Linked DNA regions of Mus musculus: all the other regions are linked to region 1. A link is a contact called in public Hi-C and promoter capture Hi-C data. All regions are on one chromosome and are shown on one strand. The core of a region is the stretch at or near the end of the contact, and the rest is flanking DNA. Distances in the headings are between cores, read along the strand shown. Region 1 holds the start of Kcnj6 (potassium inwardly-rectifying channel, subfamily J, member 6). Region 2 has its middle 19 kb from the start of Gm41507. Region 3 overlaps Gm31641 (predicted gene, 31641). Region 4 overlaps Gm31641 (predicted gene, 31641). Region 5 has its middle 90 kb from the start of Gm31754.

Region 1 (5,557 bases), core at 2,072-4,571:
AGAGGCGACGATCAAAGGAGTCTCTGGATTATACTCATTTACAAAGTCATGGAACTAAACTAAAAAAAAAAAAAAGAAAGAAAAAAGAAAAAGGACGTCAAAATACTTACAAATGAATCTAATTTAATATCAGCTAAGACAGTGAGTATTGTTCCGACACAAGGAAGTGGTGTAGAAAATCAAAGTGTGCCAGAAGGAATAAGAAGCCATGACTGAATAGCTGGGGGTGAACGTGCCTAAGGTGAGCCCTAAAACAGAGTAGGCAGCTGATGTACCTGACTTAGCAGAAGACCCTTCCTGATTTACACCTGGAAATGCCTTAAGAATCATCTTCCAGTGCACAGACAGGCTTGGGAAAAGAAGCTCCACTATTCCCTCTAACAAACCCGACGGAGTCATCCAGTCTTTTCGAAGCAGAACTGTAGAAAAGAATAACTTTCTAGCTGGGCATGGAGGCGCACACCTTTAATCCCAGCACTCGGGAGGCAGAGGCGGACGGATTTCTGAGTTCAAGGCCAGCCTTTTCTACAAAGTGAGTTCCAGGACAGCCAGGGCTACACAGAGAAACCCTGCCTCAAAAAAAAAAAAAAAAAAAAAAACTTTCTAATTTATTGTACATGTTTGGTGTTGTGCTTGCACGTATGTCTGTACACTATTTGCATGTCTGTTGCCTGAGAAAGCCAGAAGAGGGTATCGTGTCCCCTGGAGCCAGAGTTATCGATACTGCCATGTGGGTAGGTCTTCTGGAAGAGTATTTATGCCCTTAACCACTGAGCCCTTAACTCCAGTCCCTAGGATAAATAAATCAAAATGCTTTAATCACCACAAACCGAAATTTACAGCTCATCTATCACCCCTGACTATTAGGAGTTAAGTTTGGACGTCGATTTTACTTGTAGGGGAGTTGTCAGGAGCAGAAGAACTGTGTTTCCATGGGAACCCAAGGTTTTAAGTTGGTAACAAGCCCTGACCAAGCAGCCAGAAAACCCCTGCACACCAGTTCAGGGCAAGGCTGGTCTGCATATGCACCAGGAAGACAGCCTGAGCTGTAAATTGACCCAGTCCGTGGTGAGGAAAAGGATAGGCCAAAACAAATGGTGCCCCGCAGAGATCATTCATTCCGTCGATTTTACTGGCTAATAGGCCTCTATTAAGAATTGATATATGGAGGGATCAGGCTCACCTGTATAATTAATTAATCCTAAAAGCCAGGGCCAATGTCAGCTTCGGAGCACAGCTCTACCTCTAGGAGGAAATCCTCCTGGCTCCTTGCCTGGCCTGCATTTGACACTGTAGGACAGGCATGAGACATTGCAGACATGCAAGTGCAATGTGCTTCAGGAGTTTGAGAGGTGGGTCCCTGAGGGCTCTGAGGGGCAGCATCCTGCAGCCCCTGAGCACAACTGATACACTCAGGCAGATCTCATTGTCCGAGCTCCAGGGAATAGATGAATTCAGATGGCCTCACAGAACCCCATGCCAATTAAATGTGACCTGTCCCATTCAAAGCACAGTTGTGTACTATTCTTGAAGCTCAGAGGACCACACACAACCCTAGCTGCAGTTTCATGCTGGGGGTTCTGGGGGGTTAATGGAGATAGAACATATCTCCACTGTCTAATTTCAAGTGCCCTGTGAGAAAGACACTTTGGAAATTCTGATGGAAATATATACTAGCCATGCCCACTTTGCAGATTAAATAAAGCACTCTTTACACAGTAGTGCTGAGAACTGATCTAATGTTCCAGGGCTAACACCCCTAGGCCCCTAGGGCATTGTTCTGCCAGGGCCTTGCTTTGTCTTCATTTCTGACACAATTGCTAAGCCCAGCAGACTTATGTAGCATAAGATCACATGTTGTGCATAGTAATGCCTCTGAATGCCACACAAAAGCTGAGGCACGAGCAACTGAGATCACAGTCCCTCGGGGAAAATCATCAACAAATACAAACTCGTAGCCTGTGTGGGTAAGGAGGGCCCAGCTGTTGATGCAAACTGAGGTAAACACCTTTCTGTAGCAAAGTTGGCTCAGAAAGCAGACAGTCTTCCTGAGAGACATTAAAAGATACAAATAGGGGCTGAGATGACTTAGAGCTTAAGGGCCTGCATTGCTCTTACAGAGGACCCAGATTCTACTCCAGCACCCACACTACCCAGCTTATAATTCCCTGTAACTCATGCTTTGGGTAATATGATGCTTTCTTCTATACTCTGTGGGTACACACACACACACACACACACACACACACACACACACAACACACGCATGCATGAACATGCATGCACACCTACTTTTAGAGCGCGAGTTTAGAATAAAATATCATTCACTGCTAAGAGCAGATCTCGATGAATCCCTTCATCAGAAAGGGTCACCTTCTTGAGCTGTGAAGTAAACAGAATACCCCGTGGTTAATAGGGCCATTATAGAATTATCAGCCAGTGGTGTCAATTACTTTTACAGACCCTTGCGAAACTATTTCTCCTTGGGTTAAAAATGCATAAACAGGTCTGTACTTGGGTGGAAGCTAGATGCGAGAAGGCTTTGGAAATGAGCTACTGCTTGCAAAATGACCGTAAAAGAAAGTCAGGTTGTACTGTGGGATGCCCCCTGAAAGAACCATGCAAAAGCAGGTTAAATCCAAACTAGGTGGCTGTCCGAGGGGTGTGTGTGTTTACAGGCAGTTGAGATTATACTCAGAAAGCTCAGAAAGCTTAACCAAAGTAGGGGTGGGGGCAGCAGCTGGCACTACGTCCCTGGAGTGGTGGATAGGATAGAGAAAGCACAGCACAGACTTGCTCTTAGATCTGTGTGAGCAAAGTCTTGGGCTGCAGGCCCCCCCCCTCACCCCCACCCTCAGGCCCCTCTTGCTGGCTAAGGCCTCTCTGGGCTGTGCTGGCCACGTGTGATCTATTTCAGCCCAATGGATGGCAGTGAAGAAACCCCACTTTTCAATTTTCGTCAAAGCTAAAAGAGAAGCTATAACAAGTAGGCATAAACTGATCCTCAAGTTTAGGACTTAAGTGACATGAGGGAATGGAAGGTTCCTGTGCATCTAAGACCCAAAGACTCCTCACGCCCAGCACTAGAAACCCCTATTTCTCGGTGGCGCTCCCCTGTTTTAGCGCCTGAGTCCACTGCAGGTTAAAAAGAACAAGAGGCTGGGCGAAGGGTGGGCAGCTAGGGTCCGGCTCCATCTCTTCCGCCTCGCCGCGAAGCTGATCACTGTGTCGCCTCGGTTCTCCAGCGCGCGGCGCTGCGCCCGCTTTTATCCAGAGACGCGTCGCTTCGTGCGCTGACAGCGCGGCTCAGCCCGTGGGGCTGGAACCGAGTAGCATTCGTTGAATCTGCGGCTTTCATGACGTCTCCCTGCAAGGTCTATCACTTTGCTCCTAAACGAGGATTTATTCCCTCTGCCACTCAAGGCTGTCCCCCAGTTTCCTCGCAACCGGGCTTCCTCCTCAGTCCCTGCCCACACGCGCACTCCTCTGCCCCGCGGTGGCCCCAGCGCCCAGCCCTCCAGCCAGAGGGAGCCAGTCACCAGACGGCAGCACCTGGCTGGAGAGGTTGGGCGGGCCGAGGGTGGGGATCCGCGGGAACCGGCGAGTCGGAGCTGGAGCAGGAGCTGGACCCAACCGCTAGCAGCAGAATGGAGTCTCCTGAAAGCCTGCCGGGGCTGATGTGAAATTGGACCATCTGCTTCCAGTTGGTCTGTTTCCTCCTTTTCTTGTATTTTCTTCCCTCGCCATTCACCGTGGAGTGAATTATTGAATCTTGCTCCGTTCCGAGAGAGGCGATCAGGATGGAGTGAACCTACCCTGTCCACTACAAGGTAAGCAGTGCGTTTGAGTTGCTGAAAGCGAGGAGCTGGCATGGATCCCAGACAGATGTTCCGTGTCCTAGGATCCTCGAGCCTTCGGGTCCTGGCTGCCAGGTCCCCAGCCCCACTGTGGCTGCTTGCATTCCCTACTCAGCGGAGACATGATGCTGAAGTCCACCAGAGGCAGGAAAAGCTGCCTTTGGTTACATAACCAAAAGGAAATGTGTCTCATAGGGTTTTCATTAGCTGCTTAAAAACTCGCCTGGGTGGGTGGCGGGAGGAGGGGTCTGCCTGCCCTGGGCGCTAGAGAATGGGTCAGTTACTGTGGACCTTGCTCCAGCACCTCTAGTGAAGATCAAACATACAGATGATCCCGCAGGCAGGGGCGGCTGGTGGGGTAGGCAGGGAGAGTTAGGAAAAGCCCATTGTCTTGGTGGAAAGCGGTAGCCTTGTTCTGTTTGGGCATAAAGAGGAGAGGATGCGAAGGAGGAAAAGTGAGCAGAAGGGCGAAATGAACCTGAGACAGGGGAGGACTTCTCATAGTCTTCATCAGTAAACCCGAGATGTGCCGTGCTGATGAAAGACAAGGACTAAGTAAACTAACTGAAAGCAGGGAACACCAGGGTCACACGAAGTGTTTATGGCATTTAGGGGCTAGATGAATCTGCTAACTTAGCTTCTCTCTGGATATGTGTTCATTTGTATCAAGACGTTAAGCTTGGGTTAGTTTTTTAACTGAAATGGTATTCTTATTCCCCACGCCTAATAAGCCCTGGGTGGATCCACAGGTATATATACAGGGTTCAATATGGAGAGAATATTAGAGGGGGAACAGATCTACATAGAAAAGGTCACAGAAACAACCTGAGCTTATTGAAAAGGAAATAACAGAATTTTCCAAACAACCCCTTCTTCACCTCTACTTCCCCCAAAAGGAGAGGACTGAGAGGGGGGAACCCTCCAGTGTCTGGGAGTTTGCAATTCATTATAGCTTCAGTGTGCTCCCAACTGCTTTCTCCAAAGTCTCCGGGTCCTGGGGAGCTCTCAGGTACCGTGTGCTATGCACTTCCGTTCAAGCACTAATGCCCTGGCTAGCTTTCTTTTGGTAAAAAATAAATAAATAAATAAAAATGGAGAAGGACAATGTCCGAGAAAGTGGGCTTGCTACAATCAGGGCTGAGCTAACTAAGCTTCGCCCATTTTGCCTGGAGAAGGAAGGCGCTGAGTCTCCATGGCGACCCAGGTGGGAGGAGACATAGCAGCTCCAGCGACAGGAAAAACCGTTGGACAAAACTTTCTTGGCTCCAGGCAAAAAAATGCCCACCGTGTGCCCTAAGGGTATCCTAGGGTATCAGCTGGGTCCAGCTCCCTAAGAGTGATCCACGAGAGGGCACTTATATCCTGTCAGGCTCTCCTCCAACATGGCAAAGTTTCCGTAGATGCCATTCTGAGCAGGTTCTGGTTTCAGCACCAAGGCCAGAGCAAGGTGCAGCGAGTTCATGTCCCTGATAGGATGGCTGCCCCTAGCAAACTCTAGATCTTGTGGTCTTGGGAAGGCAATCTCTATCTATCAAATTCCCTGTTCGTGCTGAATTCGGGTGTCAGATTATCCATGGAATTATGTGGCACACAGGAGTTAGCAAATCAACCATTTCATGCATGATGGTGCATCAGAGTAACTGCTCAAAATAAACACTGAAACCGCAAAAGATCAAAGCTGACCTGAGAACATAGAAAAT
Region 2 (5,557 bases), core at 1,851-4,350, 250 kb after region 1:
CTTCCTCTCCCAGTAAGGGGCCAGATTTGTGCCGTGGCTGAGATTCTCCTTGACCTATTTTCTAGGACAGGAAAAAGAACCATATTCAGGAAAGCCCACTATCGGTACCAGTTTTTCAACATCCTCTGATCATGGCTCTAGGAAACACAGGGTAAGGCTGAGTCCGGTCTAGGGGACTTATTTACCTGTGGTGTGCCATGAAGGTCTCACCAAACTCTCACACAGACCTGTTAAGGAGGAAGCCCTGGAACGGGGTTTTAAAGTTGAGGTGTCGTAAGGCCCCCACCAGAATCCAATCCAGAGAACACCAAGAACAGGAGCTGTTAGCTGCTGCTCAGCAGTTAGGAATGCCCACTGTTCTTCTAGAGGACTCAAGTGTGGCTCCAGCATCCATGCCAGGCAACCCTGGCATCCAGTATCCATGCCAAGTAACCCCAGCTCCAGAGAACTAACACCCTCTTCTGATATTCTCAGACACCCAAAGTGGCATAAACTCACACAGACATGCACATATACACATAAAATAAATTAAATTTAAATTTTAAAATGTTTTAAACAAACACAAATCCCTCCCCCCACCATGGAAGCACAGATAGACTTAATCTTCAACTCCAAACCCAGCAATTTTTCCTAGGAACTGGAGATTTTAATAAAATGCTTGTGCCCTGCAGAGAAATAAGGTTTTCATGTTCAGGTTTGAGGCAGTCCCCAGGTTCAAGGCTGAGAACATGATGAAACTTATTTTTGTTCTAAACAATCCAAACAGCTTGCTAAAACAAGGCAGAACCCCATGCAAAGCTTTCTTGGAGGTTCCTGTGTGTTGGTTGCGATGGGTGCTTGCTGTCCAATGACCAAGGTCTTAAGCAAGGTCATCTGGGGACACTAAGAAATAGCAACATCTTCTATTGTCTGCAACTACCCTGTGGCCATCAACTCTTACTGAGTGAGCACGCAAGCCCCTATGAGCAAAAGCTAACTCCCACATCACTCATGAAGAAAGTCAGTCTAGTTTTAGGGATAAGGCTAGTTAATCCAGAAGGACAGCTAGAACCAATTGCCTGGAAATTAACAACAGCGAGGCAGGCTCTGTGTGGACAGTAAGCAGTAGTGTCGTGTGGCAGGGAGGGGTAGACCTTGATATTGTTGAGGTCTGGGTAGGCTTCAGAAGGAGAAAACCCAAGGAAAAGTCATGCCATAAAGAGGAGCCACCTTGAGACATAAAGATATGGCTGTAGTGGGCCAGGGGACAGTGCCTAGGCTAGTCTACAAAGGGCAGGTGGCTTCCCAGGAAATTTGGTAAAAATACATTGTGAAAACTGGTGCTAAACTGTAGAAGTTTCTGAGCTGAAGGTGGAGGAATGCAGACCGTAGTTTATTAAAGCCATCACGGTGTCAAAATAGCTCCTAACTCTTAAGGTTGAACAAAAGGACAGTCTCCACTGAACCGAAGCAAGATGTCCTTGACACAACCGTCAAGCACCCCAGAATAATTCAGTGAGCCTGGAAAAAAAAAAAAAGGAAAAAGTGGAGTTTCAGTGTCATGGAATAGTTGATTATAAGCCCAGCAAATTCATATGCTGAGAATGCTGGGACAGTCACCGTAGCTTTCTTTAAGCAAAACCAATGACCTTCTAGAGATGCCAAGAAAACACAGGGAAAAACATCTTCCCCAAAGTCTCCCATCAAGGCTTCAGATTTCTTCGCAGTAAAATAGCTGCCCCCTGCTTCTGAGGTCATTGCTGCCACCCTCCCCACAATGCTTTTTACAAGTGAAAGCCAGGCAGAGCTCCAGCCCTGGTTTGGCTCCCGACCCACCTTCCGATCCTTTTGTAACTCCCTGTACTCAATCCAAGTATGTCTGCGCACGGACAAGGCGAAAGCATGCCTGATGCGAAAGCACAAATTATGTATTGAGAAATCTCTACAATGCCAAATTTTTTTAGAATAAATAAATATATATATTTAAGAAATCGCTGTGTTAGGGAAACTGTTTACATATTGAGGCGTTCCTCTTTTTTTGACTGGAACAATAAAAGAATAATTTGATATGGTCTCGGTTTCTTTACATATATTCGCCCAAAGATGTCATCCTACTCTACGGGCAGGAGAGTGAATTCATCTCAAAGTGTGCTATGAGCTGCCATGGGGTCATTCAAAATGTGGGAGCTTGCACCCAGAATCCAAGGGCAGTTCCATAACTATACAGTCTCCCCCTCCACCCACCTACATTTTCCTCTCTGTTTTGTGATCTCTCTGCCTGCATCTCTTCAGCATCGTGCACTGCCCAAGGTTCCCTGCCTGATTCCCTCTCTCTTTCAAAGGTGGGTGATGAAATATTCCACAGACACTCACGCTTTTACAAATGCATTAAACTGTGAACAACTCACTCTGCCAGCCAGGAACTGTTACCTAGTGCAACCCCCACCCACCCACCCACCTTTGGCAGACAGCTGTTCATTCTACCAGTGTCTGACATTTTGACCAAACAGCACCTCCTGGCATGTGGCGGGCCTTGTGGGGAACATCTGTGAAATGAGTCTGCTGCTCACTCTGTGACCCAGGCATTTATCAGCATGTGGCCAAGGAAGGTAAGTGTTCCCACACTCACCACCCACATGGAGCTGCGCAAAAGGGATAGACATTACACCCAGAGGGACTCCAAAGAGCAGAGTCGAGGGACTCACAGGAAGCACTCCCTGTGGGCGATGCTGGGGTGAGTCTCCTCACTTCAGTCCTCTCCAGCCAGCACCAACAGCTCTCTGCAAGCTCACTGCCTAATGCACCAATCAGACTTGATGCTCCCTGACATAAACAAACGGCTTACGGGGCACGATTTATGTAAGCATCTGTTGTCAGATGTTTCTGTCGGTATTCCTGGGCTCTGTTGATTCTGGGCCTGTGCTGAAACAGAGGATGGTGGTGCAGGGAGTGATAGCGGCTTCTCAGCTCGCTGAACAGGAAGCAGAGAGAAGCTGGCTGTGGGGCGTTAGGAAACCAGCAGAGGATCAACCAACCTTTGAAATGCACCCTTGGGGACTGGCTTTCCCAGCCACGCTCCACCTCCCAAAGTCTCAGCCAACTCTCAAAACAGTACCACTAGGTGGGGACCAAGAGTCCAACTGGGAAGCCCTGCCACACACAACACATGATGATCTTTCCTCCCCATTATGGCTCTCCCTAAAAGCTGATTGGGTACATTCTCCTTCAACCGCAGCCCTGGTTTCTATTTTCTGTCAAAATGTTGAGCTAACCCTGTCTCCAGAAGAGACTCTGGAAGACCAGGCTCAAGAGAATCCCAAAGACATGAGAGACCTTGCTGAGGTAAACCGAGGACAAAGCAGGCTTGTTGGGTCCACTGGAAATGCATCTTAGGTCTTATTTCTTTCCCACTTAGCTAGTCTGAAAAAAACATCATTTTTCCACTTTGGGATCGGATGGCATCTCTCTCTCATGGGCTGTGGCTGTTATCATGGGACAAACACCACCACAACAAACAGACACTGCACCCGTTAGTGTGTTTGTGATAGGTGTGGGGCACCCTTTGTGCATACCCGGCCTAAGGCTAATCACCCAGCAACATCAGCAACATAGGTCTCACTTTCTCGCTAAGTGATTAGAGACTATTGAAGTAGCTAGTCAGTCCAGAATGGCATTGCAGATTACAGTGAGAATCACACAATTGTAACACTGAATTGAAAGTTAGACTGTTGGTTACATAGTAAACTTTTGGAGATGACCCAGTATATGCACACTTTGTATTTAAGAAGATATCAAAGCAAGCACAAACTCTCATTGCCAACATGGTGTGGGGCATTAGCCTTAAGCCAGGAAGAATCTGTAGAATATCAACCAAGGAGCCAAGGCCAGTACGGACACAATACTGGCTAATATTGGGTCTCGATGACCTTATTAACTGTCCTGTTCTGAGCTGGCCACCAGGTAGGTAGGTAGCTCAGGAACTCTGCATCAGTGGATGGAGATAAAGAGCAGGGGCCAGGCTTGAGCAGATCTGGAGACAACAGTAACTTTATAAGCAGGAATCCTTGACTGTCTGCTAGTTTCTACCTCAGCCCTAAACTCTTCCAGTCTACTCATGGGACTCCTCTGTAGCAGTACTCATGGGGGCAGTCACTGGCCACTGTCTTCTGGATTGTACTGTAGGTCAGTCCCCATCAGGAGTAGAATATCATGATAGGGCATGCAGCAGAGAGCTGGGACAGGCTGGAACTGTCCTCAAGTGCCAGGACCTGCATGTCCAAGGATTCTCCATTCATCACTAAACACAAAATTACATGTTTACAATTGATTGAATTGTGTTAAACACACACATTTGAAAAGCATTCAAATTATCTGTTCCTGATTGTCTCGCTATGTTTATAGTTTCCTGTATTTCTGGAGCTACTGATACCTGCCATGTTTGCGGGGTAGCATGTCCCGTCCCAGCTCCGTATTCACAGACAGCAAGTTGGGAGTTTGAAACCAGTCTTCCCGGGGAAAATTTACACCATAGAAATTGACACATTCTACGGATGAGGACTTAGGTTTCTCTGGAAATCCTGTTGTTAAAACATTTGCCAGAACAAATGAGAGGTGACTAAAGACAATGCAGGTGGGTCTCTGCAGTCGACTTGAGTTCAAGGGTTTCTTTCTTTGTCCACATTATCTACAGATGTCACAAGACTGTGTGGTGGACAGTGACGTGAATGGATGTGTAAGGTCATTGTAAGCCGAGCCTCATGACTGGTGTGAAGAACCCGGGACAGACGTCTCCCTGATCTGAGAGCTGAGTGTGTGAATGTTTCCGTCCATGTGATTGCTTGACAGTGTGACAGTTGGTCTTTGTCACCTAAAAGCCAAGACCCTGACACTCATGAAAGGTTCTCTCAGCATCTTGCCCCACTGTGAACCACAGGTTTCAGGAGAGAGTAATAATCAAGTCGTGGGGACCTTGAGCCATCCACCTTGTCCACAAACAAAATTTACACTTAGTGAATGTGCTGTCCGCGATGTGCTGTCCATGTGCTATCCACGTGCTGTCCATGTGCTGTCCATGTGCTGTCCGTGTGCTGTCCATGTGCTGTCCATGTGCTGTCCGTGTGCTGTCCATGTGCTGTCCCTGTGCTGTCCATGTGCTGTCCGTGTGCTGTCCATGTGCTGTCCGTGTGCTGTCCATGTGCTATCCTTGTGCTGTCCATGTGCTGTCCGTGTGCTAGCTGTGTGCTGTCTGTATGCTCTCCATGTACTGTCTGTATGCTGTCCATGTGCTGTCTGTATGCTGTTTGTGTGCGTTCTGTGTGCTGTCCATCTGCTACCTGTGTACTGTCCATGTGCTGTCCATGTGCTATCTGTGTACTGTCCATGTGCTGTCCATGTGCTAACTGTGTGCTATCTGTATGCTCTCCATGTGCTATCCTTGAGCTGTCCATGTGCTGTCCATGTGCTATCTGTGTACTGTCCATGTGCTGTCCATGTGCTAACTGTGTGCTATCTGTATGCTCTCCATGTGCTATCCTTGAGCTGTCCATGTGCTGTCCATGTGCTATCTGTGTGCTGTCTG
Region 3 (5,557 bases), core at 856-3,355, 200 kb before region 1:
ATACAAGTCCAAAGTCTCCGGGAAGACCCGGACTTTCCATAGTCAAAGGGAAAGTCCACAGGAACCAACCAGGAGTCAACCCGCTGCACACACACACATACACACACACACACACATTCACAAACACTTAAACCACTTAAGCACACACATGCACACACGCTCACAAACACCACCACACCTTCAAGGAACAATAACTTATAATATGCTTTAACTCTGTAATTTCCTGAGTAGAATTACATTTAGGGTGGAGGATGGGCACCTCCACCTTTACTGAGCAGTGGGTAAAGCCATGCGCCTCCAAACTTGATGACCTGAATTTGAAAGGGAGAACAGATCCCGGAAGTCCTCTGACTTCCAGGCATCTACTATGTGTCCACAACACACACACACACACACACACACACACACACACACACACACACACTGGAAAAATTTAAAAATATTTTAAATGATTTAAGACTTATGAAAACTTTAAAGTCTCTTTCAAAAGACCAGGCATTCTGAGTCTAAAGCCAAATCCCGAAGTTACCTCATCCCATCTATCAAAAGACTTAGGGTTTTAGCTGGTATTGGGGGTGGGGGGAGATGAAAGATAGAGCTGAATAGATGAGATATCAATAGATATACAGGCTAGGTTGATAATTATAGATGATAGGTAAATAGCTAGATGGCAGGTAAGTGGTAGATGGATAATAGCTGTATACATGAAGAGGTTTCATAGGCATGGATGACAGTAGGTAGACAAGAGACAGCTCAAATAGAGAGTGGATAGGTACATAAATAGACAGTAGATGGTGACAGACTCACTGTTTCTGTGTGTGCACCGTGCTGTGCTTTCTTTTCATTGGGGATTCCCACCTCAACAGAGGGCATTTCTGGCTGTAAGGATATCCTATGCAGCGACATCTCTGATCCTACCAACGAGGACATAGAAACAGTGACAACCAAAAATGTCCCAGATCTTCTAAGAGACCCTGTCAAATGCATAACCACTCACAACTGAGAACCCCACTTTCCACTCTAATGGAGATCACAGTTGCAGACCTCAGAAGGCCATGGTTTAGGACCTGGTCCTGAGCACTAGCCTGCAACCTCAGCCAGGGTCACCCCTCTTGAGCTCCTTGTCTTCATCTGTAGGATGGATATGGCTGCTGTACCTGGACACTAAGTCTTTGCATGGCAAATATCTGCTACTGATGCTAACACCCCTTTCTCTCCAGAGCCCAGAGACACTGGGTGGTGGGAGTGAAGGAGCTGTCTATAAGCAACAACAAGAAGGAATGAGAGGTGCTGATGTCTACTTTGAATACTAGCCAGAGACTCCATCCTTAGGGCTCACCACATGCGGGCATTCATAGGTAATGGCATCTTCTTGACACAGGATGCAATTATGAAAATGGCATGTTTCAGGAGCAAGACAGCAGTTAGTGGGGTGTAAGATAGATGCCCCGCAGTGCTTGGCAAACTGCGCTTATCCTGTGCCAGATCCTTCTGTTGTGTTTCACACATAGCAGCCAAGGTCTCCAGACTTGTCCAGATCAACCCACTGTCTTGAGCCTGAGGTCTGTTGTTACTTCCCCAACATACCTTGCCCCCATGCTGTTGCCTGGCAACAGATTCAAGCAGTCAAGCATCACTGATGCCAGCACAGCAGGTGGGGTGCACAGGGATCTCACCTGTCATTTTCACTTCGAAGTTGGAACATGTCAGAATGTGGGTTCACTTTCAGGATGGGTTTCTCTCTGGACCCTTGTGTTTTTGTAAGGGCACATGGCTTGATGAACCCCCAGGAGATGAGAAAAATATTGATTAGCCAGGGAGGTCATCTCATCTGGAAGAGGAGAAAACATACTACCTGGTGGCCACCTTGCCTTCAGGAGGGTACAGGGACAGAGCAGAACAGATTGTCTGGTCTACAAGGAGCACTTACCTTCAGACATAACCTTGTATCACTCTCCTGAGAGAAACAGCCAATAACTTAGAGGCTTACAGCTATGGATGTTTCAAACAAAACCAAAGTTCCCCAAGGCAAGCCCAGAGGTTGAACTTTTCCTCGAATATCCCATTCCTGGGAGGAGTGAGGCACAAGGGGAAGTCAGTATAACCATCTGGTCTCCAGCTGACTTGGCAAGAAAAACATAGCAGCGATGTTGGCCTTTAATACGACTGATCACTGTTGGCTCGCACATGAAAATGAATTAGAAGGAGAGCCAAACTTTATAATTGTTGGTAAATCTGTAGATGATCAGTGCTGAAACGTCTATTACTCCTTTCTTTCCATTTATCACCATTTGTTGTATTCTGCACCCCTGGATTTGGGAAGGATGACCAGATGGAAATCAGACTACAGTCATTAAGTAGGTAAGAAACAGATGGTGTGGAAGGAGAAAAACAGAAGGCTTCAGGGTGGGGCAGAAGCTCTGACCAGAGCACCAACCTTCCCTTCCCAGCTCCAAGGCCCAGTCAGAGTCAATCTGGATGATTCCAGAACTGATGGAGGTCAACTGTGCCCCTCTGTCACCATCAAGGACAAGGCACATGCCACCTTTGTTGATTCGAGGGAGAAGGGTAAGATAGCACAGCACAGCAAAGAGAGACACAGGCTTCTGGTAATGGTGCCCCAATGTGATGGTTTTGTATATGCTTGGCTCGTGGAGTGGCACTATTAGGAGGTGTGGCTCTGTTGGAGTAGGTGTATCACTGTGGATGTGGGCTTTACGATCCTCATCCTAGCTTCCCAGAAGCCAGTATTCCACTAGCAGCCTTCAGATGAAGATGTAGAACTCTCAGCTCCTTCTGCACCATGCCTGCCTGGATGCTGCCATGCTCCTACCTTGATGATAATGGACTGAACTTCTGAACATGTAATCCAGCCCCAATTAAATGTTGTCCTTTATAAGAGTTGCTTTGGTCATGGTGTCTGTTCACAGCAGTAAAACCCTAACTAAGACACCCAATGAAAGTGCTTGCCATCAAATCTTGGGCTCTAAGGACAGGGAGGTCTAGGATTCTCCCTACTCATCTATCATTTTGGTTTCATTGCCTGTTGTGTATATAAAGGGAATCGGAGTCCAGCATAGGCAGGGGCTTCCCATATATGTAACAGTTGTATGGCTTCCTGAGGGTGACGGCTTGGGGTGGAGCAGAGCACTTTGTCTAAAAAGAATTGTTACTTTGCAGTAAGCAAGTCACTTGAGAATAAATTCAGACATTCTCAAATAATCAAATTTAAATTTATGTTTCTGTTGTCATCATCTAACCACAAGAACTCATAGGAAGCAGGACCCAGGCCCAGACCTCTCTATGTCATGATGGTTGGTACCTCCCTCAGAGATTGTGAGTTTTCTTATTGATCTCCCATCAGCAACAGGTTGGTAAGACCATATTTGGGCTTTGTTTCTGAAATGAAAAACCAAAGCCCATCTCCCCCTGCTCTACCTGCTTCTTGTCTTCACCTCCCAGGGACTGGATGCTGGGCCCTCCTGAACAGGGCAGCTCACGTGATGGCCTGGAACACCTGCTATATTGTTGTTCTTTATGTCACTGTCATTGCAATGAGAGGGAGACAGAATGCCCTTAAGTTGTCAAGAATCAAGGGATGTGAGGACTGGAGAGGTAGTCCAGTGGTTAGAGCATGTACTACTTCGTCTTAGAGAGGACTAGAGGACTAGTGTTTTGTTTTCAATACCCACACTGGGTGGTTCACAGCCACCCTGTTATTTGAGCTTTCTTCTGTCCTCTGCCAGCACCCCATGTATACATGTAGACATGTAGGCATGGATATGCATGCATAAAAACAAAAATAAATTATAAGTGAATAAATAAGAATCAATAGGTGTCCAGATTGGAGATACCACCAGAAAGAATGAGACAAAAGAAAAGAATAGGGGGAAGGAAAATCGACATAGATCCCTGTGGTGGTCTGAATAAAAATGGCCCCATTGGGTATGGCACTATTAAGAGGTGTGGCCTTGTTGGAGTAGGTGTGGCCTTGATGGAGAAGGTGTGACCTTGTTGGAGGAAGTGTATCACTGTGAGGGTAGGCTTTGAGGTCTCAGAAGCTTACGCCAGGCTCAGTGTCACTCTCTCCACCTGCTGCCTGCCAATCCAGATGTAGAACTCTAAGCTCCTCCAGCAAACAGTCTGCCTTCACACTGTCATGTTTCCTGCCCCACATTGATAATGGACTAAAACTCTGAAACCATACCCAGCCCCGATTAAAGGGTTTCCTTTATAAGAGTTGCTGTGGTATTGGGGAATGAGGTGAGCCAGACAGGAATACTACCTACAGCCTGGCTTTGCAGTTAGTAACTCCTGCACATCCTGCTGAGGACATGAGTGCCGGTTCTTATTTTCACGGGCCCTAAGTGGAAAAAAGAAATCCTTGGGTTTTTGTGTTCCATACCACACACACTGAGGAAGAACAGGCAGAAAGAGGAGTCTGAGAGCATTAAGAGCTGGAGATTGAAAGCTGTGAAATGCTAGCTTCTGGACGTGAAAGCAACATCGACTGCATGAATTCACAGTAGCTGTGGTTACCTGCACACGATCAAGCCAGTTAAAATCCCAGCATGCTTGGGCCCTCTCCCCTAGCTGGAGAGATACTAGAGGTTGCTGCTTGCTAGAGGGAGCATCAATTTTCTTTGGAGATGTGGCCACGAGTGTGGCCCACGTGCCAGCGGATGGCTCAGTGGGTGGACTCAGACCCATGCGCACAGATAAGACTCAATGGGTTATTCTTTTTAAATGTCTTTAAGTTGGGAGAAAAGTGTGTTGGGAGGGGCAGAGGGGGTTGGAGAAGGATAGAGGTGGTGAACTGGTGGACCTATACAAGCGACGTTGAAGCATGTATGGTGTTTTCAATAAATAAATAAAAACTCTAATTAAAGAGAATCCTTTGAGTCTGAAATTGGCCAATAGACCCCTGGCATTATAAATACAGAGGGTGCTGCTATATAATAGCTGCTCAGGAAATACATATTTTATTACACGCATAACCATATATTTCAAGGACAGGGTATAATTTAATTATTTCTCAGGCAAATTGTTGACATCTACTGGCTTGGTGCTCAGTATTCAGGCTCCCTGTGCTCACTAGGTGAACCCACATGAGTTCACAACAACCCCACAGTACCATGGGAGATGTTTAGTACCTCTGTTCTGTAGTTGAGTACACTCACGCCAGGAGAGCATTCCCACTTGTCCAAGATGGCAATTACTACATGAGAGACCAAAATGTCATTCCGATCTGCCTAGCTCCCAAGTTACCTTACCAGAATTGGCTAAATCGTGGGTCCTGTGCAAAGTGAAAACACAAAGCTCTGTGTCCAAACAGTATTCAGAGTTTCAAGATGACCAAGGCGGAATATATAAACACAAAGGGGGGATTTTCTGAATGGCGTCCTTGTGCAATTGCCCAGGCACGGTTCTTCATCCTACTAATTTGCACATAAAAATGGACTCATTTCCTTAGCAAGTAGGGGAATTGTCTGTGTCATTGGTAATCGTGTCAAATCGATACATTATGCAGGCACCAGGAAAGGACCTCTCTCAAGGG
Region 4 (5,557 bases), core at 1,248-3,747, 190 kb before region 1:
CCCACTGCTTCTGCATGGTCCTCGATGGGTGAGCTCTATGAGGCAAGCTCCCAAAGAGATTTGGTCTTAGGATTGCTTCTTGAAGCTGATATGCCTTTCCTGTCCTTATAAATTTAATATTATATAATCCCTGGGTACTATCCCACCCTATTGGGCATATTTGTGCAGATCAGCAAAGATGTATTGTCTTGTAGACAATATAGACAATAATTTGTCTATATAGACAAATAGATGGTTTAATTTGTAATGATGATACTGTAAGAATTCCTAAAAATGTACTAGTATTTATTAAGCCCTTTATAATAGGACTTTTATTAAAGCCCTTTCTGATATGAAATCTGCAGTGAGAACTCTGCCAGTCTCCACGTGTCATGAGTTAATTGCTTCTGAGGTAGAAAGCAGGCAGCTACAACTTAGGGATACATTCCTTAGAGCTGTAAACAATTACAATTAGCCAAAGGTCATAAAAGGGAACTAACAATTTATTGTAGGTGAAAAGGCAGAAGATAAAATATTGACTGGGTTTACCTATACAAAACTGCAATGTCAACATAGTCATAAAAGTTATGGTTTTAGACTCTCTAGGAACCTGTGTAGCTAGTGATAGATAATGAATGTCTAGCTAGATAACTAGTCTTAATGGGAACACAGGCAAACATCTCTGTTGTAAACTTCTTATTCTATTTATGATTAGAATTTGTGTTTAAAATTTAGCAAACTTCTGGGTTTTTTTTTTATAATTTATTTTATTTATATGAGTACACTGTAGCTGTCTTCATGCACACCAGAAGAGGGCATAGATCCCATTACAGATGGTTGTGAGCCACCATGTGGTTGCTGGGATTTGAACTCAAGACCTCTGGAAGAGCAGTCAGTGCTCTTAACCACTGAGCCATCTCTCCAGCCCTGGGTTGTTTTTTTTTTTTTATGAGATATTTTCTTTATTTACATTTCAAATGTTATCCCCTTTCCTACTTTCCCCTCTGAAAATCTCCTATCCCTTCCCTCCTCCCCCTGCTCCCCAACCCACCCACTCCCATTCCCAGTCCTGGCATTCCCCTATACTAGGGCATAGAACCTTCACAGGATCTAGGGCCTCTCTTCCCATTGATGACTGACTAGGCTATGCTCAGCTACATATACAGCTAGATCCATATGTCCCACCATGTGTTTTCTTTGATTGGTGGTTTAGTTCCAAGGAGCTCTGAGGGTACTGGTTAGTTCATATGGATGTTCCTCCTATGGGGCTTCAGACCCCTTCAGCTCATTGGGTCCTTTCTCTAGCTCCTTCACAGGGGACCTTGTGCTCTGTCCAATGGATGATTGTGAGCATCAACTTCTGTATTTGCCAGGCACTGGCAAAGGCCCTCAGGAGACAGCTATATCAGGCTCCTGTCATCAGGTTCTTGTTGGCATCTGCCATAGTATCTGCATTTGGTGGTTGTTTATGGGATGGATCCCCAAGTGGGGCAGTCTCTGGATATTAGAAATAGAATGTTAATATTTTTAATTTATTTTTTAAAGATTCATTTTATTTTTACTTGTGTATATGTGTGTCTGTTTGCCATATGTGCAGATGCCCTCAGGGACTGTTAGAAGGAGTTACAGAGACAAAGTTCAGAGCAGAGAATGAAGGAACCAACTCCACAAAGTTGTCCTCTGACCACATATGCATACATGCACACACACACATGCACACACACACACACACACACACACACACATGAGTACCAAATACACATGCACACACACATGGGCACACACACATGCACACATGTGGACACACACACACATGCACATGCACACATGCACGCACACACACATACAAACACATATGCACATGTACACATACACACACAAGCACACATGCACACACACATGCAGGCACACACATGCACACACAGCAATACACATGTATCCCTCTCTATCACACACACATGTACACACAGACACAGACACACACACACAGACACACACCACACTGATAACCTAAAAACGGAAAAGAAAACACCATAATGAAACCAATTACTTTCAATATTAACTTAGAAAGTTATTTTTTTTTAAAGTGGTAACTATGTGAATGAAATAAAGAATATAGAAACTACCGGACATAATCATTCATTCTGTGGTATATAAGAATATCACCCTGTAAACATGAAAATTTGTTTAGCATTTAAAAATAAAAACTTAAACCAAAAATTTAAATTATACTTTGAAATCCCCAAAAAGAAATATCACGGGCAAAATCAAGTCATCGTGGTTTAAAGAAGACCCGGGCTTCTAAGGCCGTTGCAGCCGCAAGCACAGAGGGGAACACAACTTGTGCTTCGCTCTGACCTATTGCCTGGCAGCCTCTCTTGTTGATGTTGGCATCCCATGCTTTATTTGCTAGCAAATTAATTTGGGCAGTGATCCCTATCACGAATCTCTGAATGGCTCACAGAGGCTGGTTTTATTACAAGAGGCCTTTTCTCTGCCGCCTGCAGCATCCTTGGTGAGGAGAAAGAGCTGGCAGAGGTGCTGCCCAGCCTGCACAAGGCCAACGGCCTACAACAAGCATCATAGGTGAGTTCCAGCCCCAGAGCTCTCCTCTTGTCCTCAGCCTTTAAAATGATGCCTTGGCTTATTCTGGCAATTGTCAGTGCAGCCAAGAACAGCGACAGAGAGGTGTCCTCTTTCCTGAGGGTCTCTGTTTTCTTGTGCACTGCCTCTGTGGCCTCTGATTCCAATTTCCTCAGAGAGTGCCCTTGGCTCTCTGACACTTCTTTCCTCAGTGGGACAGCTCATTGCCTTCCAATCTCATGCTTGTCAAGCCATGCATCCGTATCCCCAGGGCTTTGAATAAACCACCTATCCCGGGAAACTAGGCGAACTTCACAGCTAAGGATATTAGGAGATCGCTAAAGAAACACTTGCCTTCCATAAACTGTCAGGCACCTAGATATGTGACACCTTAGCAGCCGGGACATTTGGGTGCAAACAGGCAACAAGGAAATGGATTGTGGGTAAGGCTATAGATTCATATTGTTTGGGCAATTTATGTTTTCAGGTTGTACTGGCTGGCTTTGTGTGTCAACTTGACACAAATTGGAGTTATCACAGAGAAAGGAGCCTCCCTTCAGGAAGCGCCTCTGTGAGATCCAGATTTAAGGCATTTTCTCAGTTAGTAATCAAGGGTGGGAGGGCTCATTGTGAGTGGTGCCATCCCTGGGCTGGTTGTCTTGGGTTCTATAAGAAAGCAAGCTGAGCAAGCCAGGGGAAGCAAGCCAGTAAGCAGTACCCCTCCATGGCCTCTGCATCAGCTCCTGCCTCCAAGTTTCTACCCTGTGTGAGTTTCTGTCCTGACCTCCTTTGGTGATGAACAGCAATGTGGAATTGTAAGCTGAATAAACCCTTTCTTCCACAACTTGCTTCTTGGTCATGATGTTTTGTGCATGAATAGAAATTCTGACTAAGACACAGGTAGATTTAGACAAGTATCTATTCATCATCTATTTATCCCAAAATGAGAGAAACATCTTACCCATGTCTAGCATGGCAAATATGTAATTTTATTGTGGTTAGTTACTACAGGAGCATGGGTGGCCCAAAGGAAGTTATGTCATCAAAAGCATAGATGATGACTCTCAAAAGCTGTATCTCTCAGGAGCTCCCTGTCCAACTTCCAGGCGGCTCCAGTATGAATCTTCTCTCTTCAGCAACTGTTTATATATATATATATATACATATATATATCCTTTGGAAGGGGGTCCTGTGAATCTGGAACTTGATGAGCTTTTAGATCATCTTAAGTTTCAGGAACTTCCTGGATGTTGTGTATTTCCTGGGTCTTAGGAATCTTTTTCCTCCCTAGGAAGGAAGGTTCCCATTCTTAGGAAACAGCTACACAACAGTAGCTAAGGCCACCCTTCCCTTGTACATTTCCATGCAGCCATTTTACTAGAAGTTGGGGTAAAGCAGGTTGTGGGCCACTACAAGTGTTAGCTACCACCCTGTGGGCTTGTTTGTGAGTGGTATACCACTTCAGTGATTTCTACTTGAAAATTAAAATAAGGAATTATTGAGAACTGTGTACATAGACAATCAGAAATATCAAAGTGTGGAAAAGTTCATTCAAATCAAATATTTACAGACAGTTAACATTGAGATGACGTTCAGACTTTCAAGAAAAAAATGGAAGGACTTTGAAATGGGCAGCTAGGTGACTGGATGCCCTACCCAGGGAGCCTGTGTGCAGGGGGTAAGTGGGGACCCTGCCCAGGTTGCCTGTGTGCAGGGATCTGCTCTTCTTGCCTTAACACTCCAAAAGAAAACTGACTTTAAAGCAGCCGAGGCTTGTCCTCTAAACAGTTAAATACATTATTTTCTGGAGGTGTGCCCTTGACTGTTGCCCTGTGAATATAAAATCATCTTGCTTTTAATTATAATTAATTAATTAAACAGATGAATTATTTATTTATTTTGAGTCAGGGCCTCACTATGTAGATCTGGGTGGTCTAGAACTGTTTTGTATAGAGCAGGGTAGCCTTGAACTCACCAAGATCTACTTGCCTCTGCCTCCCAAGTTCTGATTTTCTGTGTGTGGGGGTCTGTGTATGGAATTCTTTGATCTGATTGAAACATCTTAAGTAGTTCCCTCATTAACTTATGGTTTAAATTGTTAAATGTTCATTTAATAAAACCATGTTTATTTGAAAATTATGTGAGAATTGTTACTTTGTCTAATTTTATTTATCTGTATATTTCTTGGCCTCTCTCTCCCTCTCTCTCTCTCTCTCTCTCCCTCTCTCTCTCTCTCTCTCTCTCTCTCTCTCTCTCTGTGTGTGTGTGTGTGTGTGTCTATGTCTCTCTTTCTGTCTCTCTTTCTCTCTATGTGTCTCTATGTCTCTCTCTCTCTGTGTGTGTGTCTGTCTCTCTGTGTCTCCTTGTGTTTCTATGTCTCTTTGTTTCTCTCTGTCTCTCCCTTCTCCTCTCCCTCGCCCCCACCCTCCACCCCTCTCCTGTGTATGTGTAGGTGCCTTTGGAGGCCAGAAGGGAACTGGAGTTAGAGGCCATTGTGAGCTCCCTGACAAGGGCCTGGGAACTAAACTCCTGTCCTGTGCAAGAGTCCCATGCTCCCCTAACCACTGAGCCATCTCCCCGACCCTTGTTTTGCTTTGCTTTTCCCCACGCTGTCTCCTGCCAGCACAAGAGGCTGACTTTGCTGGGCTTGAAGTCCGTGTTCTCTTGATTGTTGTAACCCATGCAGAGGCTTTGAGCCTGATGAAGCATGTCCTGCTAAAGGCCAAGTCCTTCTGTGGACTCCTGAGCTAGCAAAGCCTCTACGCACTCCTTCAGCTTTATCCGTAGTGAGAAATCATGGGGTTTTGTGTTTATTTCTTGCATGCTTATCTTTGTTTGGGCTCTTTTAAAAATCAGATTAAAGAATCCCCATCTGTTTTCCGTTTGCTTCCAGTTTTTGTAGGCAGAGGGTGCTGAATTCTGTTGCCTGCTCAGTGTTTTTTGAGATCGGGTTTTTTTATAATTTGTTGTCAAGTTTTGTGTTGCGGTAAAATGA
Region 5 (5,557 bases), core at 2,004-4,503, 150 kb before region 1:
TTGACTCATATGCTTCAGCTATCGTGTTATGACTTACAGGTATGAGTGTAGCAGAATCGTGGTGTCCTGTGTTCCTTAGCCAGCCATAAAACGCCCAATAATTTTATAGTTTTGCCTGGCCTTCCCATGTTGTGTGGACTGACCTCCTAGCCTCACTCCTTGGCTGTGTCTGCACATCTTCCCGATGTCTAAGCCTGTAAAACACCGAGAAGTTAGAGCTATGGGAAGCTATTTTACCAAGGGGTGGGCAGGCTCTCCAAAGGCCCATCCCTGACCTGGCCAAGCAGATGACACTTGGTCTTGGACTTCATCAGCTAAGGGAATATTTAGGAGACTCTTAGGAAGCTTCAGCAGCACGGGAAGGTCCCAGCGATGTAAGTACATGATGAGAACAAGGGGTTTCTGGGTTATTTCAGTTATTATTAACTGTACACATACATAGTCAGACACTGTGCACTGTATACTAGACACATTCTAAGAGAGGTTTTATTATTTCTTACCACCAACAATAACTGTGAGATTACAGAAGTGTTAAGTCTTCGCTGCAGCAAGAATTTTACTGTGTGTGTATTATGTGTGTATTTAAAAGCAAGACATATACTTTAAATCCCTACAGTAAAAAATAAATAAATAAAAAGAATAAAGCAGCTCAATTGACTTTGATTAGATTTTTTTAATGCTCCTGATAGTCCTAGGTGCCAGTTTATTAAGCAAATATCCCACTAAAAAACGGTAGCTTTTACTTTCTCCAATCAGCGATGAGTTCAAGGCAGTAAAGCAGGCGGTGAGACGAGTCTCTATGGAGATGTCGGTGACAGGTGGGTGGAACCTCTTTTTATCTCGGAGAGTAATTACTATCTTTAGTCACATAATCATTATTTTTCTCAAGCACGCATGACTCCTTTTAGACATCTTTTTTGACAAACTGTACTTTAAATGTGAATCATCATTAGAAAATTATTATTCATATTGTACTTAACATTTTAACAAATTTGACTCAACATTCTCATTTTAAAAATAAATAAACTCAGAGAGTCTGAGCTGCTCCTGAGGGAGTTTCCCCCGACGCCTGCATTTCTTACTGTGCACGACATAAATCCGGCTTTCTTTCCTTCCCCTCATAGGTGTGGCTGTGTGATTCCTCACACCTGTATTGTGTTTATACTTTCTATAGACACAGGGCAAGGTACTGCCTTCTAAGCTAACGTTAGCTCTTCCCACGCTTTCCCTGTTGCCTGCTGGGGACTGAGCCTCACGCCTGTCCTCTGTGTCACTGTGTGTCTTTCTCAATCTATTTCAGAGTGGTCACGCACCTCTGCCTGGCTTCCCAAGATCATTTTAAACTAATTCTTCTTCTCTAGACTATCTCCTCTTCTACATATCTCCATCTACAGTGGGGCCAGAATTTGGCCAAGGATAGGAAAACAGAACAAAACAAAACAAAACAAAACTAACTTCCCCAAACTTTGTTTCACACCAACAATGTTTCCACTCCTTTTTTTTTTTACAAAAATAAACAAATAAATAAATAAATAAATAATCTAGTCTGATGAATGACTTTCTGCAAAGGCAAATGTTTAGTTAATTAACTTTCATTTTGGCTCCCACAAGCTATGCAGTAAGCTCCCTGGAATGGCACAGTAGACTTCCATAGCCAGTCTCACCTTCTAAGGTTTCAGTCGCTCACCTTCACCTGTAAGCTTGTAGTACATGGAAAATTCCAGAACCAAACATTTACACTTTCAAATAACAGATTCTCTGAGTTATGGGATGCTGTCTCTTAGGGTTCTGCCTTCCAGCCTAGAATGCAACCCACGTCTGTCAGTCTACTCATGGTGCTGACGTGACCTGACTCAACTCCCAGGCACCTAATGACTGTCTTAGATTTCAGATCAACTTCCTGACAAGGCATGATTTGCACAGAGGTTTCTCTGATTTCATTGCTTGATAGCCCCACATCAGAAGGTATGCCAGGGACTAAGGACAGACAAAGAGGATCCCTAGTGTCAAGTATCAACTCCCACGGCACAGGTAATGAGTACGTGTGTGTATATGAGAGACAGGAGAGTCTACGTTCACTGGATTCTCATCTCAGGACTGGGTTGCAGACATCCTATCTTGTTCTTAATTGTGCTTTTATCATAGTCTTTGTACATGGGAGAAACATAGTATGCATTTGCACACACATGCACTCTCTCTCACACACAAGCACACACACACACATACATGTACACACACATTATATATGGTTCGGTGCCACCTGTGGTCTTGAGAACCCACAGGGCCTCTCAGATTGACTCACCTTGGGACAGAGGCGACTACAGCTGCCATGGTCATGTCTACAGTTGGACCTGGACATGTTGCCTTTAATATAATTCGAGACTTTCTCCAGTTAAGATCCATTTACCAGTACAGATGAGAAAGCAATCCTTAATCCCCACAGGGACCATGTTTCATTCATGCTTTGGGGTAGAAATAGGCAGTTCTATATTCCAAACCTCTGCCACATTGGCTTTATTTATAGCCAGCTTTACTAAGCTCAAAGTACTTATTCTGGACACTTTGGTTCACAGTTTGAGAAACATAGAAATAAAAGAGCATCGTACCAGAATTCATATAGGCTCTCATCCCGTAAAAGCTATCAAACTGGTACAAAAACTGTGCTTTCATTAGTTGCTCAATTGTCAAGTATGTGTGTATATGTATGTGTGTAGGTATGTGTGCGTGCATGTGTGTATATGTATACATATGCATGTGTGTTTACATGTGTATAGATACATATATATGTATGTGTGCATGTATTTAACTATGTATCTTATATGTAAATATGTATCTATGTGTATTATGTATGTAAATATATATCTATGCATTTGTGTGTATATATATATCTATTCATGTGTGATGTGTGTATACATGTATGAATGTATCTGTGTATGTATTTGTGCAGTAAGGAAGACCAAGTCATGGAATTAAAAGGCAAGCATTCATTTTGACCAGAGAGTCAAAAATCTGGCCCACTGTTAAACAGGTTTGGCCTTAGTTCCCCTAAGCTCAGAGAGGATCCTAATAGCACGAAGCAGACCCTCAGGTTCCTGCCCACTCTGAGAGCTTAGACTCAAGACAGGCAAGCATGTGACGAAAGCCATATAATAGTTTAGACAAACAAAACAAAAACAGCACAGTGAGGGTGTCCTCAGATGACTCACGCCGAGGCGTCTCATTGTGAGTCAGTATTTTCCTGTGACATAGGTTAACCGTCCTTTTTTCTCTCTGTCTTAATCATCTTTCTCATCCTTCATCAGTGAGCAAGAGAAACATAAACCTTCCTCATCTCTCTTCCAACGTGGCCTCAAATGGAATGCCAGAGCGATAGGGGTGGTGGCAGGTCTGTGAAATGCCTCTTGTTGCCTGGTGACGAGGTAAGAAGAGAGCCAGCTCAGGCTGGCTGCTCACTCCTGTCTCACAGTGCTCTCTTTCACTTCCTTTCTTTATACATTTCTTTTTCGCCTTTATAAACATCCTGAGGAGTTAAATGACAACATGAAGGGCCAGATCCTATGCCCCTAAGGAGTAAATATCCATATGTGCATATACATGTGTACTCCAAGGTTACATATGTACATATACATATGTATATGGACCTCCAAAGTTATATCAGCCCCCTAACCTTTTACTGTGTTCTAATCAGTGATAGATCATGGAACCCCATGACATTACTGAGCTGGAAGATGCTAGAAGCCCCCTTCCCTTGTGCCAGACAGGGTCTTATGTAGCACAGATGACCCTTAAACTCTCTGAAGCTGAGGCTGACCTTGAACTCCTGGCTCCAGGATGTGCATGTACATATATATGCACATATGCATATACATATATGCACAAATGTATGTATATATGTTCTCAGAGAAGACTTAATCCACAAGGAATAGAACAGAATGAAATACAAATAGAATAAAATCAAAAGGCCTTGCTAAAAGTAGAACACACACCCCAGTGCAGTCAAGAGTTAGCTGTGGCTTTGAAACAGATTCTGTGGAGCATGGCTCAGTTTCTGCATTCCTTTAAAAAGGCTGTGCAGGAAGCCAGGCATGGTGGTGCGTGCCTGTAGGGCTGTGTTGTGGGCACGGTGAGAAGCCCAGAGTCTTTTGCCACTTCATCTCTCTCTGGTTGCCATCTTTCCTCTATAAAATGCAAGTACAGTCTCAGCACCTGGGAATTGGAGCCAGGAGGACCAGGAGTTCAAGGTCAGCCTCAGCTTCAGAGTTCAAGACTAGCCTGTGCTACGTAAGACCCTGCCTGACACAGGGAAGGGGGCTTCTAGAGTCTTACGGCTCAGTAATTTCATGGGTTTCCATGATTGTGTGGACAGTAGATCTATCACTGGCTGGAACACAGGAAAAGGTTAGCTGGCGGTTATAACCTTGGTGGTCCTTCCCTGTTGCCTTCCTCAGAAATACCCATGATCCAGTCAAAGATGTCCTCAGAAGAAGGGCTGGCTGTGGGTAGTGTGAAAATCCTGGACTTTGTGCCACAGCCATTTCAGGCCTCTCTGACTGCCACCTTTCCTCCATAAAATTCAGGTACATGGCCTCTTGCTTTTTCTTCTGTAGAACCCAGTGAGGGACCCTGGTGTACGGGGCAACTCGGGTCTTCTTCTCTAAGACCCAACACGTAAAGAGTTTAGGAACCAACACTCCAAGGTCACAGCATCAAGAAGACTTTTCTCAGAGAATCTTTGGCATTTGTTGCATGAGTAAAATAACAACAACAATAACACCCCCAAAATAAAAACAAATACTGACATTTCAGGGCAAACTACTACAACTGTGTTTCAAGGGTCCAGACTATATCTGCTCACTGGGGGCAGTGGCTGCTAGACCACAGATGGAGAAGATCACTGTAGTTTTTGTTAAAGAATGAAAGCTAGCACCCCTTCCAGAATCAGGTGTCATGGGCTTGAAGTCAGAACTCTACATTTTTGTTCGTCTTTGGTTTGGCCTTGTGGTCTCCTATTAAATGCTGTTCTGGGAAATTAAGCCCATAGAGTGTGTTTGGGATAGAAAATAGCTAACTATGCTTACTGTTGGTTAGTTGGTCAGTTTACCATCTAGCTTTTGCTCACAGTAAGTGCCCTGGGAACACAACAGTTTATAATCTTACAATGAAATCGAAGCGCTCTCCAATGCATAATAATCAGTTTTGGGGATTTTCCATTGCTTAGTGAAAGACCAGAATTTTAAAGTATTAAGTTACTTGAAAATATGCTTCCTCCACTTGCCCACGCCAACAGGAGATAACTTGAAAGAACGGACAAACAGTGTCACTAGAGGGCAGACTCTGAGGAAGAGATAAAAAGAGGTGCTGGAAACCAAAGCGCTAACAGTAAAGGAAGACGTCCTCGCCATTAGCAGACAGGTCCCATCTGAAAAGAGAATCTCGAAGTTTGAAGGGGGCACAGAAAAACAGTCCAGACTGAGAAGCAGCTTAAGCAAAACAAGTAGATGCAACACTGCCATTCAAGGCAGGTGGGCAGGGCGTATTTCAAAATCAACAGGTATTA

The links. Promoter capture Hi-C pulls out the DNA fragments that hold promoters and counts their contacts. Hi-C and Micro-C count contacts between places; a contact is called where the count stands out from the background.
Region 2: a contact with region 1 is called in a promoter capture Hi-C map of hippocampal neurons, with 7 times the contacts expected there. The contact joins the enhancer-like site here to the promoter of Kcnj6 in region 1. A contact is called at or near these places in 1 of 39 promoter capture datasets (hippocampal neurons), 3 of 484 Hi-C or Micro-C datasets (cerebral cortex, forebrain and nephron progenitors), 4 of 115 datasets of contacts at active chromatin or transcription factors (embryonic forebrain, embryonic stem cells, forebrain and 1 more) and 1 of 9 other capture datasets (embryonic stem cells).
Region 3: a contact with region 1 is called in a Hi-C map of cerebellum, with 2.9 times the contacts expected there. The contact joins the enhancer-like site here to the promoter of Kcnj6 in region 1. A contact is called at or near these places in 2 of 39 promoter capture datasets (cranial neural crest and hippocampal neurons), 5 of 484 Hi-C or Micro-C datasets (the N1E-115 cell line, cerebellar granule neurons, cerebellum and 1 more) and 2 of 115 datasets of contacts at active chromatin or transcription factors (embryonic forebrain and neural progenitor cells).
Region 4: a Hi-C map of cerebellum shows a contact between it and region 1, with 2.2 times the contacts expected there. The contact joins the enhancer-like site here to the promoter of Kcnj6 in region 1. A contact is called at or near these places in 1 of 39 promoter capture datasets (hippocampal neurons), 6 of 484 Hi-C or Micro-C datasets (the N1E-115 cell line, cerebellar granule neurons, cerebellum and 3 more) and 4 of 115 datasets of contacts at active chromatin or transcription factors (astrocytes, embryonic forebrain, embryonic midbrain and 1 more).
Region 5: a contact with region 1 is called in a Hi-C map of cortical neurons, with 3 times the contacts expected there. The contact joins the enhancer-like site here to the promoter of Kcnj6 in region 1. A contact is called at or near these places in 3 of 39 promoter capture datasets (the HPC-7 cell line and hippocampal neurons), 3 of 484 Hi-C or Micro-C datasets (cerebellum and cortical neurons), 4 of 115 datasets of contacts at active chromatin or transcription factors (embryonic forebrain, embryonic stem cells, forebrain and 1 more) and 1 of 9 other capture datasets (adipose tissue).

The regions. Positions count from the first base shown.
Region 1 is chr16:94,995,460-95,001,016 of GRCm38.p6, reverse strand. Kcnj6 (potassium inwardly-rectifying channel, subfamily J, member 6) reads left to right here and starts at 3,321. Exons shown (of 4, transcript NM_010606.2): 1 at 3,321-3,830. Gm31407 (a long non-coding RNA gene) reads right to left here and starts at 2,789. Exons shown (of 2, transcript XR_385080.4): 1 at 2,293-2,789; 2 at 1-59.
Region 2 is chr16:94,741,469-94,747,025 of GRCm38.p6, reverse strand. It overlaps a transcript of Kcnj6 not described here. Among named protein-coding and RNA genes, the nearest start is that of Gm41507, 19 kb to the right of the region's middle. Within about 2 kb of position 3,100, at least 68 of the 459 cell types and tissues checked have an H3K27ac peak or open chromatin away from gene starts, as enhancers often do. A contact at or near this core is called in cerebral cortex, forebrain, hippocampal neurons and 1 more, where this site is marked.
Region 3 is chr16:95,199,224-95,204,780 of GRCm38.p6, reverse strand. The region is part of intron 3 of Gm31641 (predicted gene, 31641); the gene reads left to right. Among named protein-coding and RNA genes, the nearest start is that of Gm31754, 39 kb to the left of the region's middle. Within about 2 kb of position 2,105, at least 7 of the 459 cell types and tissues checked have an H3K27ac peak or open chromatin away from gene starts, as enhancers often do. A contact at or near this core is called in cerebellar granule neurons and cerebellum, where this site is marked.
Region 4 is chr16:95,182,386-95,187,942 of GRCm38.p6, reverse strand. It overlaps Gm31641 (predicted gene, 31641), which reads left to right. Exons shown (of 5, transcript NR_153766.1): 5 at 2,487-3,406. Among named protein-coding and RNA genes, the nearest start is that of Gm31754, 56 kb to the left of the region's middle. Within about 2 kb of position 2,497, at least 3 of the 459 cell types and tissues checked have an H3K27ac peak or open chromatin away from gene starts, as enhancers often do. A contact at or near this core is called in the N1E-115 cell line and cerebellum, where this site is marked.
Region 5 is chr16:95,148,432-95,153,988 of GRCm38.p6, reverse strand. No RefSeq gene overlaps it. Among named protein-coding and RNA genes, the nearest start is that of Gm31754, 90 kb to the left of the region's middle. Within about 2 kb of position 3,253, at least 22 of the 459 cell types and tissues checked have an H3K27ac peak or open chromatin away from gene starts, as enhancers often do. A contact at or near this core is called in cortical neurons and hippocampal neurons, where this site is marked.